Linked DNA regions of Sus scrofa: regions 1, 2 and 4 are each linked to region 3. The links are chromatin contacts, called in public Hi-C and promoter capture Hi-C maps. All regions are on one chromosome and are shown on one strand. The core of a region is the stretch at or near the end of the contact, and the rest is flanking DNA. Distances in the headings are between cores, read along the strand shown. Region 1 holds the start of MIOX (myo-inositol oxygenase). Region 2 holds the start of PPP6R2 (protein phosphatase 6 regulatory subunit 2). Region 3 holds the start of ALG12 (dol-P-Man:Man(7)GlcNAc(2)-PP-Dol alpha-1,6-mannosyltransferase). Region 4 holds the start of SCO2 (SCO cytochrome oxidase deficient homolog 2 (yeast)).

Region 1 (3,509 bases), core at 85-2,584, 470 kb after region 3:
CTGCTCCATGCCCTTGCCAAGGTGCTCCCCGTCTTGGGCTGCTTTTTTGTATGGCCACCTGCCATGGTCACAGCAGCGGACCTGGTGTCCACATGACCCCTGAGCTCTAAGTGCTGTCCCAGCCACCTGTCTGACCTCTCACTTGGAGGTCTGGTGCCAGTCCCCCAGCTCTGCCCCTGCCACCTCCTCCTCCTGTTCCGGCCGAAACCTCCTCTCCCTCCTCCTCGTCTCCCTCACCCAGATCCTGTCAGCCAGCTTTTGCTCTTTCTCTTGGTCCAAGCCACCATCTGCTTTGGGGTGATGGTTCCTGGAGCCCCGTCTCCATCCCTGCAGCAAACATTGGCTGAGCACTCGTGGAAACAGCGAATAAAGCACATGCGCCCAACCCTGAGGCTGACAGCCCAGTGGGAGGAGGAGGCAGGGGAACTCAACCCCGGAAGCAGTGAGGGACGCCTGTGTGTGGGGAAGAGGAGGTGCTATGGGCTCACGGGGGCCGGGGGTACTCTGCCACCTTAGATGAGGGGCCCCAGCACCCCCGGCTGATCCTTAGCACGGGCAGGAAGAACCCCTTGGAGACCAGGGCCTCGCACCTGCCCACTGTCCTCTCCCGCCTGAGACCCTACCCTGACGATGCTCGGCGCTCAGACGGACGGACCGTCCACCCAAGCCCCGTGGTCCCTGCTGTGTCCGCATGGCCTAGGCCAGCCCGCACATGACAAGGGCTGTGAATTCCTCCCTGCTCTGACCCAAAGAGCCAGATGAAGACCCCTTACGCAACGCAACGGAACTTGAGCCCTGGGGCTCCCGCAGGCCTCACCGGTATTAGCAGGAATCCCACCCTGACCTCACCAGCCGACCCGCCTGCAGCCAGAATCCCGCTAAGTCAGTTTAGCGAGAATTCCCCACCCTTTATCTCCTCTGCCACCCTCCCTCCTCCCTACAGCACATCTCCCAATAAAGTCTTCCTCCCATCTTAACAAGCTTCAAAATAACTTTTTCTGAAATATGCCCCACCCTGCCCCAAACCCCAGGTGCCTGGGGATAAGGTGTTGGGAGGGAGGGGCCTACTGGGGCCTGGAAGTGTTTAAAGCTTGTGGGGCCAGAGCAGAGCTGGCTGCAAGCAGACTTGACCTCCCAGGCAGGTCAGTGGCCGGGGCGGGGGGGGAGCCGGGCCACTGGGGCTGCTCCTGTGCTGACACATTAACTCGCTGAGGCCAGGAGGAGGGTGGATGGTCACTCATTACCGAAGGCCAGGGCCAAGGGGCTGGGTGGTGTCCGGTCACTTATGTAACCTGTGGGCATATATAGGGGCACACAGGCCTGGGGCGGGCTTGCCCACTCGCCGGCACTGCCCCCTCTCAGGATGAAGGTGAGTATCCCAGGCCTCGCACCAGCAGCTGCTCCCTCAGGGAAAGGCAGCGCCAGGCCCTCTTCCCGCGGGTTCCTGGCCTTCATCTGGTCCAAGGTCCCCCTCCTTCTGTAGTGGTCTGGCTGGGGCCATGGTCACCATCCGAGCCCTGAGCTCCCCTTGGACCCAGGCCTTGAGACGCGGGTGGGGGTACTGTGTGCCCGCATCTGCGCATCACCTGGAAGCAGGCCTCTGCGGCATCCGCCGGCAGGTAAGGCGCCCGGAGAGCCGCAATCTCACCTCAGGCTCGCCAAGGCGTCTCGGTGAAACGCGTTTGCTCCCCCGCCCAACCAGGACCCAGACCCTTCCCAGGTCTATCGGCCTGATATGGACCCAGAGGCGGCCAAAGACAAGGGCAGCTTCCGAAACTACACGGTGAGACCCCCTCCCACCCCCGCTCCTTGGGGAGAGCAGCACCTGTCCCCTGGCACGGCTCCCGGGGCCACCCTGGGGATGCCCTCTTCACACCTCGGGGCCGGGCCTGGGAGAGGGGAGGCAGTGGCCCCCTGGGGTGAGGAGCAGGGGCTGGCGGGCTGCCTGGCTGACCCTCTGACTCGCAGTCTGGCCCGCTGCTGGACCGGGTCTTCCGCACCTACAAGCTGATGCACACGTGGCAGACCGTGGACTTCGTCAGGAAGAAGGTAGTTGCCGGACTCCTAGCGCGAACCCCTCCTGAGGGCCGGCCCTGGGGCCACCCTGACCTCTCCCTTCCTGGCCCAGCACGCCCAGTTCGGGGGCTTCTCCTACAAGAGAATGACTGTCTTGGAGGCCGTGGACATGCTAGACGGGCTGGTGGACGAGTCCGACCCCGACGTGGACTTCCCCAACTCCTTCCACGCCTTCCAGACGGCCGAGGGCATCCGGAAGGCCCACCCTGACAAAGGTGTGCTCCCCCGCCTGCCCGGGGTGCTGGGGGCCTGGCCCTGCCCCCCCCCCCGCCCCAGCCCCTCCTCTGCCCTGGGCCCTGCATCCCCCCTCCAGCCTGCCCTGGCCTCTCTCCCAGACTGGTTCCACCTCGTCGGGCTCCTGCATGACCTGGGGAAGGTCCTGGTTCTGGCAGGGGAACCCCAGGTGAGGAGTGGGGAGAGGGGTGCGCAGGGTGGGGCACTGGGCGGCCTCGGCCCTGGGGTCTGGACACCACTTGATGGGCAGGCCAGTCGCGCTCACCCACAGCCGCCCGTCCCTCCAGTGGGCCGTCGTTGGAGACACCTTCCCTGTGGGCTGCCGTCCGCAGGCCTCTGTGGTTTTCTGCGACTCTACCTTCCAGGATAACCCTGACCTTCAGGACCCTGTCTACAGGTGAGCCTGCCTCGCCGGTGCTCCTCCCTCCCCAGGGCTCCTGACCCCCTCTCACCCTCTCATCTCACCCTGCAGCACAGAGCTTGGCATGTACCAGCCCCACTGTGGGCTCGAGAATGTCCTGATGTCCTGGGGCCACGATGGTGAGGCCAGTTAGAGACGCTGGAACCGCGGGAGCGCGGTGGGCCCTCCCCGAACCGGATGCCTAGTGGTGACACCCTCCCTCCCTCCTTCCCTCCCACAGAGTACATGTACCAGATGATGAAGTTCAACAAATTCTCCCTCCCAGGAGAGGTAGGTTGGGGGGAGGAGCAACGCCAAGGGCCCCGCCCCCGCCCCGCCCCCGCCCCGCCCCGCCTAGAGCCGTCGGTGTGGCTCCTCCCGCCCCAGGCCTTCTACATCATCCGCTTCCACTCCTTCTACCCGTGGCACACGGGCGGCGACTACCGGCAACTGTGCAACGAGCAGGACCTGGCCATGCTGCCCTGGGTGCAGGAGTTCAAGTACGGTCGTGCCCTTGGGGGGCTGGGGGCGGGGCGGGGCGGGGCCTTGGGGGCTGCTTCACGGAGCGCTGTCCCTCCCGCTGCAGCAAGTTCGATCTCTACACCAAGGGCTCCGACCTGCCGGACGTGGACGAGCTGCGGCCCTACTACCAGGGGCTCATTGACAAGTACTGCCCCGGTGTCCTGTGCTGGTGACCGACCTGTCCACCTGCCCAAGCCTGGCTGGGTACCCCGGGTGACAGTCGCTGTCAGGCACAGGGATGACCCACCGCGGCCTTTCCAGGGGTCCCCACAGGCCC
Region 2 (3,347 bases), core at 415-2,914, 380 kb after region 3:
CAGCTATGCCGGATCCTTTAACCCACTGCTCTGGGCTGGGGATCGAATTTGCACCCCTACAGTGACCTGGGCTGTTGCAGTCAGATTCTTAACCCGGTGCCACAGTGGGAACTCCCCTATTCATTTTTAATAAAAACCTTTTTTCTGCTGCCTCAGATTGATTGGTTGCTGTTTATCTTAGGTTTACTGACACTTTCTTTTTCAGTCTCCAATTTCATCAACTTCATCCAGTATATATTTTTACTTCAGATGTATTTTTTCAGTTGTAGAATAGTCATTTTTGTTTTTCTATGTAGTTTGAGTTCTCTGCTGAGATTTTACTTTTTCACTCATTCTCTCTATTCTGCTTTAAGTCCTTGAACATGCGTATTATAACTGTGTGTGGCAGGCACAGCCAAGAAATAAATAAAAATATAGCTATCATGTCATTTTAGAAGAGAATTGTAGTGTCATCTAATACCAGTCCCTATTCAGATTTCTCCAGCAGCTTGAAAAATACCCTCTTCCAGGAGTTCCCCTTGTGGCTCAGTGGAAACGAATCTGATTAGCATCCATGAGAACGCAGGTTCAATCCCTGGACTTGCTCAGTGGGTTAAGGATCTGGCATTGCCGTGAGCAGTGGTGCGGGTCCAAGACGCGGCTTGGATGTGACGTTGCTGTGGCTGTGGTGGAGGCCGGCAGCTACAGCTCCGATTCAACCCCTAGCCTGGAACCTCTATATGGCTTGGGTGCTGCCCCCAAAAGACACACACACACACGCTCTTCCAGTTGATTTGTTTTATTTTTTTATTTTTGATTTTTTTTTTTTGTCTTTTTAGGGCCATACCCATGGCATATGGAGGTTCCCAGGCTAGGGGTCGAATCGGAGCTACAGCTTCCAGCCTGCACCACAGCTCATGGCAATGCCAGATCCTTAACCCACTGAGCGAGGCCTGGGCTCAAACCTGCAACCTCTTGGTTCCTAGTTGGATTGTTTCTGCTGCGCCACAATGGGAACTCCTAGTCGATCTGTTTTAATTGGACCCAAACAAGATCTAAATATTACATTTGATAATTATGTCTCATAAAGCTCTTATGTTTCAGAATGGTAACTCCTTATTGCTAAAGTATAATTTTCAAAAGTTAAAAATCATGATCCATGCAAACACAAAATAAACAGTTCTGGGCCCTACTGGTTCGTTTTTGCTGCATGTCTTGAAGGCAGTCATCTCAGCAAGGACCACTAGTCATGTTGTTTGGAAGGGTGTTTTGAGACCCACCAGGAGCGCTTGGGAGTTCTCCTCTTCTGACGTAGCGATGGATCATCAGTGAGCTGCCCGGTCACCTCGCGACCAGGGTCAGCGGCCTGGTCACCTTGCCACCAGGGTCTGTGTTTCCTGCTGATGGTAGTGTCTGGGCATGAAGCTGGACACCTTCAGGCCCGAGAGCCTTCTCATGTCCTTGTATTCTAACCGTTGAGGTAGTTAATAGTTAACAGACGTAGGACAGGTGTGTATCATTGGTACCCGTCTCTAGAACAGTCAAACGCAAGGAAGTTTCTAGACCCCTGATTATAAAATTTGATTAGTAAGTAAAGACAACGACTTGTTTTTCTTTTCCTTAGCATTTTGGTAAGTTAACTTCACAAAAGCAGAACCTAAGTTTTTTCCCTCTTATTTTTCAGGTGAAGAGATTATAAATCTTCTATTGAGTGAAAATATTTTTCTTAAGGTTGCATATACGCCAAGAAAAAATCCCAAATGTTTTTATATTTTGCCTAAATACAAAGTTTAAACAAGAAGTTTCCACGGAAGGTAAGATAATTTTTGTTTGATTCTACTTTATTGTGTAATTTGCGTAAATATGCTGTATAAGTGGACATTCAGAGATGGATGACAGCAAAAAATTTCAGTTTTGAAGATGTGCATAGAGTTTCCTGACTTGTGGGTTTTGTTTTCTTTCCTTTTTTGGTTATACTGGCAGCCTATGAAAGTTCCCAGGCCAGGGATGGAATACGAGCCGCATCTGCAACCTGGGCCACAGCTGCTCCACGGTGGGAATGCCACTCCTGGGGTTTTTTTGACCCTCCTGTGTCTGGTTTTGAGATGCCGTGTTGCGAAAAAGTGCCTTGGTCCCTCCAAGCCCAAGTGTAATCCAGATAAAAACGGGTGCATTGGGCGTGTGTAGAGAGGCCCATGCCCTGCCTTACCTGTGGGAAGGCCTCCACCTGCCAGGTGGGATGGGGGGACTTGTGCTCCTGCAGCGGTAGGTGCTCCTGAAAGGCCTCCCATTGCCGTCCACTGAGAGGCTGGGTAAATGACAGATGCGCGACCTCTTGTGAGTGCCCTGGCGCAAGCTAACTGCTCAGAGGCCGAGAGGACAAGAAGAGATAGCACCCTTTCGCTCCTTGCTGAAGAAAGCGTAAATCCTTTTCAGAGCAAAGCAGACTCAGTGTAGGCCCTCAGGACTCCACTGATTAAATGTCAGCAAACTTGAGCACACGCACACACACCTTGTGATCGGAGTGGGCATGATTAGGTGCCCCAGCGAGTGCAGGCGTCCAGTACTCAGACACAGTATATGTGATAATGCGTGAAGTGTGTAAAGAAATACAAAATGGAATAAAAATTAGTAATGAAAACCGAAGTGTCACAGTGATCCACTTAGAACTTTCAGAAATGAAAAAAAAAGTTGAAATAAAAAACTCAGTACTTGTGGATTAGACAGATTAAACATGACTGAAGGCAGAAGTAGTGAACTGGAATATATCCCTAAAGAGGCTCTCCCGGGTGCAGCCGGGAGACGGGAGATGGGAAGTGGCACTCAGAGAAGTGGAGGGTGAGGTGCGTGTCCTGAAAAACACAGTTGGAGCCCAGGATGGAAAAGTGGGAAGAGGAGGAGAGCCGTTACGCAAAGTGTTAGTAGCTTTGACTCAGCGAGAGAGAGAGAGCGTAGCTTTAGAAAGCACTCTGTGTCCTAAGCAGTGTAAACAGGAGGAAACCCCGAGCTCCCCCTGTGTCGCAACGGGAGCGGTGATGTCGGCAGCGCTGGGATGCAGCTTCAATCCCCAGCCTGGCACAGTGGGTTAAAGATCCCCGGCATTGCCACAGCTGTGGTGTAGGTCGAACTGTAGCTCGGATCTGACGCCTGGCTGAGGAACTCCAAATTCCTTGGGGAGGCCAAAAAGGAAAAAAAAAAAAAAGGTAACTCACACTCCTACATTGAAATTGTACGGCAGCAAAGACAAAAAAGCCTTAAGTGAGGTTGAGCTAGGTCTCCTTAGCTTGAGTAGAGGCCGATAGAGAGCAGAGCAGTTCCTCCGTGTGGTGAGAGAATGTACATTTCAGTACATGTTGTGCGTCAGGTAT
Region 3 (3,326 bases), core at 188-2,687:
ACACACCCGCATCCTCATGGATACAAGTGGGGTTTGTTACTGCTGAGCCACGAAGGGAACTCCTGTCTCCCTCTTTTTATGTTTATTTTTTATTTATTTATTTTTCTGTCTTTTTGCCTTTTCTGGGGCCGCTCCTGCGGCATATGGAGGTTCCCAGGCTAGGGGTCAAATTGGAGCTACAGCTGCCGGCCTCCCACAGCCACAGCCACGCGGGATCTGAGCCGCGTCTGCAACCTACACCACAGCTCACGGCAATGCCAGATCCTTAATCCACTGAGCGAGGCCAGGGATCGAACCCGCAACCTCATGGTTTCTAGTCGGATCCGTTAACCACTGCGCCACAACGGGAACTCCTGTCTCCCTCTTTTTAAAACGTAAGCTCCTTGGCGGCAGGATTTTTGTTTTTCCCCATCACTGACCCTCTGTCCCCCCGGGGGTTCTCATCCTGAGGGCACCCCCGCCCCCATTCACTCAGGTGTCAGCAGAGCCCAGAGCATAGCAGGTGCTCCAACGACTTGAAAAGGAAGTGCAGTAAAAGCTCTTAAGCTTCCATTTTCATTAGAAAAGACAATAACAGGCAGTTCCTGCTGTGGCGCAGTGGAAACGAATCTGACTAGGGTCCATGAGGATGCGGTTCCATCCCTGGCCTCGCTCAGTGGGTGAAGGACCCGGCGTGGCCGTGAGCTGTGGTGTAGGTCATAGATGTGGCTTGGATCCCGCATTGCTGTGGCTGTGGTGTAGGCCCGCAGCTGCAGCTCCGAATGGACCCCTAGCCTGGGAGCCTCCATATGCCGCGGGTGCAGCCCTAAAACATAAACAAAGCAAGCAAGCAAGCAAGCCAGCCACAACTCATCAACGCGCAAATTGTAGAACAGTGGCATCTCGGATTAGGCAAGCCCACAGAGGCCCTCTTGTCTATGGGGTTCTAGGGTCTCTGCGGGAAACTGGTCATATCAGATGTTCACATTATTAATCCCTGGCGGAAACGAGCCATCTGGCGCAAATTAGGCCAGAGAAAACTTTGTATCTTTTGTTCTATGACAGTCGGGATAGGGCTCATCTTAGTCCGGATTCAAACCACGGGCTCCAGTGCTAAATGCCCGGGGCGCGTGGGGAAATGCAAAATGCAGGTTCCTGGGCCCCCAAAGACAGTCATCAGGCCCCAGGTGAGGAGGCCTGGCGGCCCTCCCGCGTGGACAAGCCCGGCGATGCCCGAGAAGCGCAGCCACAGCGCCGGCCTGGAGCCCCCGCAGCCCGCCCCCAGAGCCGCGCGCGCTGACCTCGCCGCCCAGAGCACAGTCCCTCGAAGCGCGGCCGCCAGAGCTGCCCTCGACCGGAAGTGGAGCAGCGGAAACCGATGCCCTTGACCGAACCTAACATGGCCACCAACGCCTAGCTGCCGTCTCAGCGGGCGCCCTTCCTGCCCGGAGTAAAGATGGCCGCCACAGGCGGGGCGTGAGCCAGCCGCCTCGGATCTCCCCGCCCCCTGTGCCCAACCCTCCCGGCGGCACGCTGACCCGGGCCCTTCCTATTGGTGGCCTCCCGTGGCGAGCTCGGATTGGGCCACATGAGGACGGGGCGGAGCCATCCAACCAATAGCAGCGCGAGGGATGGTGAAGGGCGGGGCCCCGGCCGGCGCCGTCAAGTAGGCCCGGGAACCGCCGGCGCTGCTGAGCCGGTGGGCGGCCGAGGGTCGGAACGCTCGGCGGGTGCTTGCTGGACCTCGGCCGGTGCCCGCGCGGCCGCGTTCCCGTGGCGCTGTCCGCCTTGGCCCGCCATGCGCCTTCCGGTCCCGTCGCTGGGGGTGCTGCTGCTGCTGCTTCTGCCGCCGCCTCCCGGCGAGGCCACCAAGAAGCCGACGCCCTGTAAGCGCTGCCGGGAGCTGGTGGACAAGTTCAACCAGGTGTGCCGCTCCGCGAGGACATGGAGCCAGGGGGTGGGCCTGGGTCGCCCCTCCGTGGACTCGGGGATCACCCCACGATGGGCCCAAGGTTGCCGCACTGTGGACCTGGGGTCACCTCGCCATGGACTAGATTTGCCCTGCTGTGTACTGTTACACCCCCCAACCCCCCGCCATGAACCAGGGTCCCCACACCATGGACCCAGGGTTGTCCTGCCATGGATTGGGTCACCCCACCATGAATCTGGGGTCACCCCTGCTATGGAACCGGGGTGACCCTGCCATGAACAGGGGTGAGGCAGCAGCGCCACCTTTCCCCCGCAGGGTATGGTGGACACAGCAAATAAGAACTTTGGAGGTGGAAACACAGCTTGGGAGGAAAAGACACTGTCCAAGTATGAATTCAGGTAGGCACCCTGCTCTGAGCGGCCCAGTGCCTGCCTTTGGTGACATGTCCCCGGGAGCACTGATGATACAGAGTCCCTTTGGCACCGGCACCTGTCCTTACCTGGTGCCGGTGCCAAACACAGGTGGGGAGTTCCCACTGGGGGTCAGTGGTTAAGAACCCGCCTAGTAGCCAGGAGGATGTGGGTTCACACCTTGGTCTTGCTCAGTGGGTTAAGGATACAGTGTTGTTGTGAGCTGTGGTGTAGGTCACAGATGTGGCTCGGATCTGGTATTGCTGTGGCTGTGGCGTAGGCCGGCAGCTGCAGCTCCGATTCGACCCCGAGCCTGGGAACCTCCATGTGCCACAGGTGTGGCCCTAAAGAAAACCAAAAACCAAAAAACAGATGGAGCTCACTCCCTCCCCACCGCAGCTCCAGCCCCATCCTGCCCATGGCAGGGGTTCCCCCGCTGGACCCCACACCTGATGGGCCACCCTGACCACCCCTGCCCTCCGCCTTTAATTCTCCGCCTGGCACTGACAGCCCCCAGCTCCATTTGGGGTCTCTGTTGAGGGTTTTTTCAGTGAAGCGCCACGGTCCCTCGGGCCTGGCCTCCGGACCTCCCTGTAGAGGGCGCTGTGCCCTGGCCTTGCGGTGCTGACGGCCTGTGCGTGTTGCAGCGAGGTCCGCCTGCTGGAGATCCTGGAGGGCCTGTGCGGGAGCAGCGACTTCGAGTGCAACCAGCTGGTGGAGGAGCACGAGGAGCGCCTGGAGGCCTGGTGGCTGCGGCTGTGAGTGCGCTCCTCCTTCTGGGAAACAGCTTTGGAAAGGCTGTCCGATGTAGCAAAGCCGGCGACGCGTTGCCCGAGCCTGTTTTCTCCCTCGCTTGTGTCCCAAGCGCGACCTGGAGGGACTCAGCCAGACGGGCCGCGGGTGCAGACCCGCCTTTCCCGAGCCCAGCCTGCTCCGCGCTTTCCGCTCAACTGAGTCTCGGCGCTGAGGAGCGCTGTCACGTGAGGTTTAGGGACGCTTTTTAAAAC
Region 4 (3,642 bases), core at 109-2,608, 500 kb after region 3:
ATCCAGAAGACTGAAGTCGCCTTGGCCCACAGCGGCCCGGCGCAGGGCCTCTGTCCGCTGTTGCTGCCGCCACTGCTCCTTCTCCGCCCTCAAGGCCAGCCAGGCTCCACCCAGCCCAGCCCCAATCAAGGCTGTGATCAGCAACCTAGTTTGCAGCCGAGGGCCCCGGGGCTGGCCTGGCTTGCCGGTTTCTGCAGGGCCCTGCCTTGCTAAGAGCCGGTATCTCACCTGCCCGGCCTCAGCTCCCTGGATCCTAGGGAGGGCCAGAGGCCTGAGCAGAAAGAGCCCGTGCCAAGCCTTGGGTGCCCGAGCCAGCATGGACCTGATGCTCCTGGAAAAGAGCAGAGGCGTCAGAAGCCAGAAGGTGCCTTGGCCTCCTGGGTTGTCCATCATTCTGGAGAGACCTGCCACCACCTCAAGGCCCAACCCTATGAGGGCTCTGCTGTCAGCAGCTGCTCAGCCAGCCCCCGCCATCACTCACACATGCTTCGCCTCTGAAACCTCAAACTCCAGCTTAGGCGTCATCAAACATCCACAACTGTCCCTCCTGTCCTTTAACGGGAGAACCTCAGTCTAACGAGCCCAGCGCTCGGCAGCACCTGGGGGTCTGAGCTGACGGAAGCGTTCCAAGCGCCTGCCTCCTCCGGGTTCCTGAGCGTATCTATGTTTGCAATAAACTTCTACTTCTTGAAAGGAGGTGGGTGAGCCTCTCGCTTCAACCCCCAAAAGACCAACTTCTCCGCCCCTTTTGCAGCCTTTTCCCTCTGAGGCCACTTCAACCGCGCTGTTTTGGCTCCCTCCCCCGCACTTAGCGGTAACCCGGTGCCACCCGCACCGCAGCCTCCAGTTACCCGCGGGCTCCACGCCCCCTCCAGTCCTTCGCTCGTTGAACCTGCCGGGCCCGCAGCCACCCTGGAGTAGCAAAAGGTTTCCACTTGCCTCCAGCCCACCTTCACAGCTGGGCATCCCACCGCAGCTCTGGGGTCGTGGCCCACGCCCTGCTGTGGCTTCGGTGGCCTCCGTTCCTCTCAGGGGCCCCTGGAGGTTTGTTAGGCGGAGATCTTAGGACTCCCCCTCACCTGTTCGACTGCTGCTACTGGGAGGATCTCTCGAAGACTTCTGAACGTCCGGCCTGCGCCCGGTCCGACGGTTCCTGGACTTGGGAGGGCTGGATGACCTTGGTCACGTCTCGTAACCTGTCTGTACCAGCTTCCTCCTTTACAAAATGCGCTCTAAGCGATGTACGAGATGGGCCTGCAAATGCAGCCAGCTTGTAGACGTTTGCAGGGCGCCGGCACAGGCGGATCTCCCGGGCCCCCAGCGCGCCGCACCGTCCCGCGAGTCTGAGGAGGGGAACCGGAAGGCAGCTCTGGGCCCCCGCCCCTCTCGACGCCAGCGCGCATGCGTCAACGGCGCCGCGCTCGCGCGGAAGGGCGTAAAGCGGGCCCGGCTGCTGCGCGTGCGCATGCGCCAGAGGTGGCTGGCCGGCCGGAAGCTACGTGACGGGAGGCGGGGTTTTTCTGGGGCGGCCCCCCCCACGCTGGCTGCTGTCTTAGTTTGCCCGGCCCCGGGTGCCGGGCACCGGAAAGGATGCGCGCCTCCTGAGCTTCGTTGCTACGTGTCGACTGGCGCGCACGAGGGGACGGGGAGTGAGGAGGGGCCTGGGCTGGGCGCGGGTAGGGGATCTCTGCCCTTTCCCTGTCCCCTCACCGAGCCTGGTGACGGGTGACCGGGTCCGGCAGCACAGGTGCTCACCAGTGCTCTTGCCGGCTCCAGGGCCTGTGTCTCTCTTACTTCCTGTCCATCGAGAGAGCAGACAAGCTGTCCACGCCATCTTAGGGGGGAGGTTAAGGGGTCTGGAAGTGATGGAGTGATGGAGCTCCCGAAGCTTCCTGGGAGATGTGGGGAACGCTGGCTGACTCGGATCAGTCACGAGGGGTCGGGGGACCTGGCTATGGAAGTCCCCATGTGATAGGATGACATGTGCATCCGTCTGGTCACCCTCTTGAGTGAGTTGTCAGGCGCCCTGTGGTGTGGAACAGTGATCCTGGGTTTGGGTCAGATCACCTGTGATTGTGTGTGATTGGAGATCAGGGGTTTTTAACATGCGGGAGGGGGATGCTGGAGTCTGGGGTCAGGTCACCTGTGATGAGGGACGGGCTGTCAACCCGGGCGTATAGGATTCCATCCACAGGTACCACCCTCCTGTTCTGACCCATGACACAGCAGCCCACTTGCCCAGCAGCCCTTGCATTTGGCCAGCTTCCCCACCTCAGGGCTCCAGTGACCCCATCACTAACGCTGAACAAAGAGTCATCAGCAACCTTGACAAATTCCAAAATCGCAATTCTGATAGGTCTTCACTAATGACTCATCAAGGATATGGATCCCTGTCCTGTGGCCCCCAGTTATTTTGTCCAAGTTCCTATTGACAGCAATCACTTTTCCCTTGATAACGGTGACCAAAGTCCAATGACTCATGAATAACTGATCAGTATCTTCCTTAGTGATCCTCCAGAGATTCTGGCCATTTTTGTCATCAATAACCCAGCTGTATTATCAATCGGTGGCCTACCTGTCCCTGCTCTGGGCGCTGAGTGACAGCGAATCCATGAATAGACTCCAGTTTCTCCAAGGTGCCCTCCATGTGTCCAGACCACGTCTGCTAATTTCTGGTACATGCTGGGCCAAGTATGCATGCCGAGTACACATGCACAGCCACCTCCCCGCCCTCACATTTCTCCTCACCCTCCCTGGTTAGGACTTCAGCTGAAGTTAAGCATTTACTAAGTAGAATAGTGGGTGTCCAGCTGGGGTGGGAATGGAGAAATGTCTTGGGAGTTCCAGCTATGGCACAGCAGGTTACGGATCCAGCATTGTCTGTGTGGCGGCGAGGGTTCGATCCCTGGCCCGGGAACTTCCATATGCCGTGAGTGTAGCCTAAAAAGAAAAAGAAAAGAAACTGTCCTGATTTGGGATGGGGGGTGTCAGTGTAGGAGTAGATGGGTACCTGTCATTGGGGACATAAGTCTGGGGGAATGGAGGGAGAGCAGAACCTAGCTCTTCGCTGGGAGTTCTGAGCCGGGGTGGGGGGGAAAGGGCCTGACGGGGAAGGGGGATCTGGATGACTTGGTTCTGTTAATGGTGGCTGATGGGAAGGGAGGGCCAATTCTGTCCTGGGGGGGATGAGAAGCCAGGGTCCCACCTTTGGAGGCTCTGTCTGGGCCAGGCTTGAGGTTAGGAGCCGGCTTCTGTGGTCTGTAGAGGAAGTGTCTTCTAAACTTGCAGCCACAGGCAGCCAGGGCAGGTGCCAGGACCCTGCCCCGGGGCCATGTTTGTCCTCAAGCTACTGGCACCAGGCTTCAGGCCACTCCAGCTGCTGTGCTGCTGTCACTCCAGATGGCCAGGAGCATGGCCTTTAGGCACAGGTAAGGTGTTGTGGGCAGCACAGGGGGTGTTCCCATAGCGGTGGGCTATCCTCAGTGTCAGTGACAGTTCTGGGGCCTTGTGGCCTCCCTGGGGTGGGCAATCTCTGGGCCTGACCTCACACAGATTTGTGAGCTTTCCGCCTCTGGTCCAGCGTGGCAGGGAAGCCCCTGATGTCCCTTGGCTTCAGGCAGGTCAGCTCAGGCAGCTGCTGGG

Evidence for each region. Promoter capture Hi-C pulls out the DNA fragments that hold promoters and counts their contacts. Hi-C and Micro-C count contacts between places; a contact is called where the count stands out from the background.
Region 1: a Hi-C map of epiblast stem cells shows a contact between it and region 3, with 2.1 times the contacts expected there. The contact joins the promoter of MIOX here to the promoter of ALG12 in region 3. A contact is called at or near these places in 1 of 5 promoter capture datasets (fetal liver), 11 of 47 Hi-C or Micro-C datasets (alveolar macrophages, embryonic fibroblasts, epiblast stem cells and 7 more) and 2 of 2 datasets of contacts at active chromatin or transcription factors (alveolar macrophages and skeletal muscle).
Region 2: a contact with region 3 is called in a promoter capture Hi-C map of liver, with 3 times the contacts expected there. The contact joins the promoter of PPP6R2 here to the promoter of ALG12 in region 3. A contact is called at or near these places in 1 of 5 promoter capture datasets (liver), 6 of 47 Hi-C or Micro-C datasets (fetal skeletal muscle, mesenteric adipose tissue, omental adipose tissue and 3 more) and 1 of 2 datasets of contacts at active chromatin or transcription factors (alveolar macrophages).
Region 4: a promoter capture Hi-C map of liver shows a contact between it and region 3, with 10 times the contacts expected there. The contact joins the promoter of SCO2 here to the promoter of ALG12 in region 3. A contact is called at or near these places in 1 of 5 promoter capture datasets (liver), 3 of 47 Hi-C or Micro-C datasets (liver and retroperitoneal adipose tissue) and 2 of 2 datasets of contacts at active chromatin or transcription factors (alveolar macrophages and skeletal muscle).

What each region holds. Positions count from the first base shown.
Region 1 is chr5:249,372-252,880 of Sscrofa11.1, reverse strand. MIOX (myo-inositol oxygenase) reads left to right here and starts at 1,334. Exons shown (of 10, transcript NM_214102.2): 1 at 1,334-1,369; 2 at 1,703-1,783; 3 at 1,969-2,049; 4 at 2,129-2,291; 5 at 2,412-2,479; 6 at 2,598-2,707; 7 at 2,783-2,850; 8 at 2,952-3,001; 9 at 3,098-3,210; 10 at 3,297-3,405. The coding sequence starts at 1,364. The coding sequence ends at 3,405.
Region 2 is chr5:339,844-343,190 of Sscrofa11.1, reverse strand. PPP6R2 (protein phosphatase 6 regulatory subunit 2) reads left to right here and starts at 1,664. Exons shown (of 23, transcript NM_001206372.1): 1 at 1,664-1,793.
Region 3 is chr5:715,039-718,364 of Sscrofa11.1, reverse strand. It overlaps ALG12 (dol-P-Man:Man(7)GlcNAc(2)-PP-Dol alpha-1,6-mannosyltransferase), which reads right to left and starts at 1,437. Exons shown (of 10, transcript XM_021091350.1): 1 at 1,281-1,437. CRELD2 (cysteine-rich with EGF-like domain protein 2) reads left to right here and starts at 1,599. Exons shown (of 10, transcript XM_003126783.6): 1 at 1,599-1,903; 2 at 2,225-2,307; 3 at 2,967-3,077. The coding sequence starts at 1,778.
Region 4 is chr5:218,517-222,158 of Sscrofa11.1, reverse strand. SCO2 (SCO cytochrome oxidase deficient homolog 2 (yeast)) reads right to left here and starts at 1,358. Exons shown (of 2, transcript NM_001206377.1): 1 at 1,080-1,358; 2 at 1-331. The coding sequence starts at 318.